Regions from separate parts of the Mus musculus genome. Here region 2 is linked to region 1. A link is a contact called in public Hi-C data. All regions are on one chromosome and are shown on one strand. The core of a region is the stretch at or near the end of the contact, and the rest is flanking DNA. Distances in the headings are between cores, read along the strand shown. Region 1 overlaps Kl (klotho). Region 2 overlaps Stard13 (StAR-related lipid transfer (START) domain containing 13).

Region 1 (2,700 bases), core at 84-2,583:
TTCTAATAAGTAATGTAGTCTCGCATACATAACTATAATAAGAATTCTAAACTTATGTTGCTAAGCTTGCCCTGAGATTTCTAACTCTATGTAGTAGATAGTAAATCCTAATTTCTTTCACTATTTCTCTTACAATACGAGAGGCAATTCTGAATGTCACTGAATAGGCAACATTCTTGCTGAATTCCAAGCCCAGGGTCAGCTCAAGGACTACCTAGGGCATTGATGAAGGCCAGGAAGCAAAGTTCGATTTTGCTTAGGTATTTGGCAAGTCATTGCTTGGAGGCAGCTATAACAAAACAATACTGAAAGGAAGCACACAGATCCATTCTCAAGGACAAGTTTGGAGCATACGTGCTATGGGATGCCACAGTTCCAGGAGACTAAGTTTACGTGAACTTTTCGCCTCAGGACTTCATCCAGGTTTCTAGTCCTGTCACGTGTGTCACTACTAGAGTGGATGTAGCAAGTCCCCTCAGCTATGTGAGGGTCCTTTGTGTCCTTGCTGTAGATGATAACTTTTAGATCAGTCTGTATTGTTTGCACAAAAGGGTAGTTTTTTTTTTTTTTTTCTTTAATGCCTTTTGTTTGTTTGTTTCCCAGATTAAACCTAGGTCCTTTCATGAGCTAGTGAGCGTTTGACTACTGAGCTATATCTTCAATGTTGCTTTCTTCCCTCTCTCCCCTCCCTCTTTCCCTCTGTAAAGGTTTGGAGACAGGCCTCACTCTACAGCCCAGGCAGACCTGGTTTAGTTTTATTTTTTCTCAGCTTGTAGACAGCTGCTACAGATTATGAAATATTACTGCACTTGCCGAAATGAGGCATATTGTTTTAAAAAGTCAACATGAGAGACAAACAAATTTACTTCATTGAACGGTTTGCTGAACTTGGAGGATGGGTGAGGAGACCATTCTTGGATGCCTGAGCTGAGACAAACCAGAAGAATATTTGAGGAAAATAAAAAGGATATTTGGCATAGTGAGCGGAAGATCCTCTGGCTCACACAGTGAGAGGAAAATTGGATCAGTCATTCTGGAAACTACATGGAATCAAGCAGCAAATGGGAGCAGAGTTTTCCAAATGTGTGTTTGGGGAATAAAAAACTAACAGATAGCCCTTGTATTTGTAGGACAATATGAAGAATTAATCAAGGAGTTCAAAGGTAATGAGGAAATAAAACCCAGATTCTCTTCAATGTTTGTTAAGTGAAAGAGAAATAGATGAACAGGCAGGGGTCAGCTGGGGTTTCTGGAAGCACAGAGTTGGCTATGTAGAGCGGCTTTACAAGGGACTCCTGGCCCAGTATTAGCAACCCATGTCCTCACAGCTGTATTTAGTTATGTCTTGTTCCTGGCTTGTCCCTTGCACTTTTAAGAAGCCAGCAATGTCTCAGCGCCCAGGATGGTGGGCCAAGATACTAAGGTTCATCTTTCAATGTCTTGGGCTGATTCACAGGGAAGACAAAAGTTGTAAAAGCATGTGTTAGAATTTTGGGGATGACAGACACATGAGAAATAATCAGTTTGACTCCAACAACTGGATTCTATTTGGAAACTCCTAGTCTCTTAGGACAAAACACATAATCCTATTTGGAAATTCCTCGTACAGCCACAGATGGGAGATTGGTTCTTTCTTTCTTTCTTTCTTTTTTTTTTTTCTCAAGCCCACAAATTAAAAAGTACATAATCCAAAGATAACTTAACAGTAAGTATTATAACAAATTCTTAGTTTATTAATTTTTCCAATGTGAATCGTAACTATCCACTCAATACAATGATTTTACATTTTTTCCACTGGCTGCTAAAACACACTGGAAATCTTCTCAGATCATGGTGGCAGCTCTCTGCAGGGTGGCCTTCCTTGAAATAACTTATTGGCTTTAGCTGATTGCTGTATTGTGGACTAGTCACTGTGTTAGGTCAGATGGTAATCAGGCATCAGTGGAGTGGGGAATCCAGTAAATATTGCATGCTTCCTCATACTCTGGGAGAAATTCATGTTTGTTTTTTGTTTTTTGTTTTTTGTTTTCTCTGTAGGCTCATGCCAAAGTCTGGCATCTCTACAACACCTCTTTCCGCCCCACACAGGGAGGCCGGGTGTCTATCGCCTTAAGCTCCCATTGGATCAATCCTCGAAGAATGACTGACTATAATATCAGAGAATGCCAGAAGTCTCTTGACTTTGTGCTAGGCTGGTTTGCCAAACCCATATTTATTGATGGCGACTACCCAGAGAGTATGAAGAACAACCTCTCGTCTCTTCTGCCTGATTTTACTGAATCTGAGAAGAGGCTCATCAGAGGAACTGCTGACTTTTTTGCTCTCTCCTTCGGACCAACCTTGAGCTTTCAGCTATTGGACCCTAACATGAAGTTCCGCCAATTGGAGTCTCCCAACCTGAGGCAGCTTCTGTCTTGGATAGATCTGGAATATAACCACCCTCCAATATTTATTGTGGAAAATGGCTGGTTTGTCTCGGGAACCACCAAAAGGGATGATGCCAAATATATGTATTATCTCAAGAAGTTCATAATGGAAACCTTAAAAGGTAGGCTTTCAAGAAAAATCCCATTGTTTTGCCAAAATTCACACATGCACACTCCCCCCAACACACACCACATACACCCTCCACAATACACCCCATACATACAACACATACCACATACCACACACACATCATACACCACACACACTGTATCA
Region 2 (2,887 bases), core at 65-2,564, 75 kb after region 1:
TAAAAAGTATGAAGAAGAAGACGCTTGGTAGAAATTCCAGTTCCTCCAGGGTCAGCACTTGAGGAAACACAAGTATGTGCTCGAGGTTGGATTTGTGCTCTGCTCATCAGCTGTACTGGTTTAAACCAGCCGGTGGCGTAAGAATGTGAGGCTGATCTCTTACTGACAGTGAGGCATGGGAACACTGTGCCCATTTCAGTGTAGCTGTAAATGCTCCAGCAGAAGTAACTTTCTTTCCTTGTCACCTTGCCTACTATGGAGTATGTGGCTATCTTATTGAGATCCCAGACCCTTTTCCTACACCCCATCCCAACCTCTCACTTTTAGCAGTTTGACTGCTTCCTAACAGAGCAATAAGGACCCAAAGAGGGATGAGTGAGTTGAACAATGAACGCGTAGGTTAGGTTCAGCACCTCTAGCGCCCTCTCACCCAGGACTTGCCCTATCCAAACCACAGCTGAGGTTTCCTGGGATCCTGGGCCTCAATATCAAGGCACCATGTTCTCGACACCCAGACTTTGAGTTTCTGCTCTCCACTCTCCTCGCTCCCCAGTGGCATACAGATTAGCTCACTTCTTTAAGAGCAAGGTGGAATGTTTCTGAGTAGCCAGACCAGTAATCAGTGGCCAGTGGTCATTTCTCTTTCTCATAGATACCCAGAGAAATACATGTGTATGGTTGCCATGCCCTGGTGTCTCTTGCTTGTTGCTATAGATGAAAGCAACCTTAACTTGGGAAAAAAAAAAGAGAAAAGAAAAAAAAAAAAAACTACAGGAACATGGGGAGAATTCCAAGCCATTAGAGGACAGTTGGAGTCTGTACATGTCAGCTGCATAGATCACAGGGGAAATTAAACACGGGTACATTCTGTGGTCATAAGAACAGAATTCTCAAGAAAAGCTCTTTGCATTCCTGGGCTTATCACTGAATTCCACAGATCAAGATATCCAGGCAGATTGCTACTTAATGTGTTAGTTACTTCATTCCAAGTCTGCAGTGTCTAGAAAATGCCACGTTTAGCTATATTTGGGTGATTCTCCACAACCAGTCTTAAGAACATTTATTTTCCCCGATCTGGCAAGTATTTCAAATTGCATCACAGTGCACAGGAAGAAAGTAGGCATTGTTAAAAGGACAGGAAAAGAGAAAGGAAGAAAGAAGTCAAGCTGCGAGGCAGGTGCTTATTGAAAGGGGATACAGCTTCAGTTTGTTTACATCCGTACTTCTGGAAGGAGGCTCCAGACTGTGTATACCTCAGAGCTGTGCTGCACTGGGTCACAGTGCCCCGAGGGTGTATTCTTAAGTGTGATTCACAACTATTTATGTCATTTGAAAGGAATTCTTCCCCCTTTCCCAACCCCCCCCCCCCCCCCAAGCAGAGGAGCATGGAAGAGAGTCTACAAAAGGGATGTTTTAGTTGTACTGCCCAGCCCACTCCGTTGGCCCACTGTGTCCTGTGGCTCTTTGTGAGTCTGTACATGTGTACATCCTGGATGGGCGCCTTCTTTGAATTGTTCAGATCTCAAGTTTCTTCTTTTGGAAAACACTGTGATCTTTATTATTTCAAATCTATCTGGGGCTTTCTAGCTGCAGGCTCTGAGCCTTCTGACTGAGCCGCCTGCAGGGGGTCAGGCCGGGTCATTGGGAAACTATTCATTCTGCTTCATTCTGACAGAAACCTCCTGTTCTACCCTCACCTTCCAGGAGAGGTGGGAAACAGCTCTGGGTTCTGTGGACTGTATTGGAAGCCTAGAAGGAAAGGGCTTTCCTAAGCTTGGTAAATACAAAATGATTTAAAAAAACCAGACCAGATTCTAGGTACAGAACCTAAGAATGGCCCAAGAAACGCAGTCTTCCAAGGGACAGCAGCGAGGTGATGAACAAACAAACTTAGGAGTTTCTGTTGTCTGACTCTTAGCTGCTTCTCCATGAATGAAGTGGGGAACCCCTGACCGGTTTAGGATTGGGTTTCTGAAGTGGCAGTCAGCAGTGACTGGGCACAGTAAGACAATAGTTCTAAAGATGTAGTAGTGTGGAGTCTAAGAGAGGCCATCTCTGAACTGTGAAAGACACTAATTGCCAATAGCCATTTCTTTGTAGCAAAGCTTCCAGTACATTTGCATGTTGGACCTAAGATACTTTGTTCTAAGAACAGAAAGTGTTTTGTTTGTTCTGATACTCATTGTGGTTGAGAGGTAACCTGGGTCTTTCAGTCTGTTTAATGCTCTGTTGTCAGAGTTGAGAGTCTCACACGTATATGAATGAGGACTGGCTGGAGCTTGCAGAGTGCCTGGGTTCAGCTCCCAGCACCCACATGGGAGCTCATGGCCTTCAGTAATTCCAGTTCTAGAGGGACTCTGATGCCCTCTTCTGGCCTGTGTGGACACCGGACATGCACTGTGGCGCACAGACACACTTGCAGGCAAAACACTCATGCACTTAAGATAAAAATGACTAAACCCTTTTGAAAAATGAAAGTAGAAATGAACAAGAAATCGTACTCTTTGATTTTATACTGGGTCCCAGAATTTACACCGCAGGCCTGCTCTTTACAATCTCCACTGCTCTCCTCAGGAGGCACAAGGTGCTTAGCCATGAAGAACCCTCTGCAGGAGCGCCCCCTGCAGGAGCACCTCTCTTGCCTGCGAGCTCCCCGCCGAATGACCAAAGGTTGAGTTTCAAGTGCTCCTTTGGGTTACTTCCACCCCTTTTTCCCTTTTGTTTTCGATCCCCAGCTACCTAAAAGCCTGGGCTCAAATAGCAGTTTCTGTGGAAGGTTCCAGATCATCCTTCATCCTGTCTCAGGTAGTCAGCCGACAAGGTGATGTGCAGGCGGCAGGTTACAGAACTCTTCCCCTGGAAATGAAGTGTCTTCCCAGAATTATTA

What was found. A called contact is a pair of places that touch in the nucleus more often than the background predicts.
Region 2: a Hi-C map of extraembryonic ectoderm shows a contact between it and region 1, with 2.8 times the contacts expected there. The contact joins two enhancer-like sites. A contact is called at or near these places in 11 of 484 Hi-C or Micro-C datasets (embryonic stem cells, extraembryonic ectoderm, morula and 2 more) and 2 of 115 datasets of contacts at active chromatin or transcription factors (both in embryonic stem cells).

Annotation. Positions count from the first base shown.
Region 1 is chr5:150,978,573-150,981,272 of GRCm38.p6, forward strand. Kl (klotho) reads left to right here. Exons shown (of 5, transcript NM_013823.2): 2 at 2,038-2,548. Among named protein-coding and RNA genes, the nearest start is that of Kl, 27 kb to the left of the region's middle. Within about 2 kb of position 1,334, at least 17 of the 459 cell types and tissues checked have an H3K27ac peak or open chromatin away from gene starts, as enhancers often do. A contact at or near this core is called in extraembryonic ectoderm, trophoblast stem cells and uterus, where this site is marked.
Region 2 is chr5:151,053,262-151,056,148 of GRCm38.p6, forward strand. All of the region lies in intron 7 of Stard13 (StAR-related lipid transfer (START) domain containing 13), which reads right to left. Among named protein-coding and RNA genes, the nearest start is that of Kl, 100 kb to the left of the region's middle. Within about 2 kb of position 1,315, at least 80 of the 459 cell types and tissues checked have an H3K27ac peak or open chromatin away from gene starts, as enhancers often do. A contact at or near this core is called in extraembryonic ectoderm, trophoblast stem cells and uterus, where this site is marked.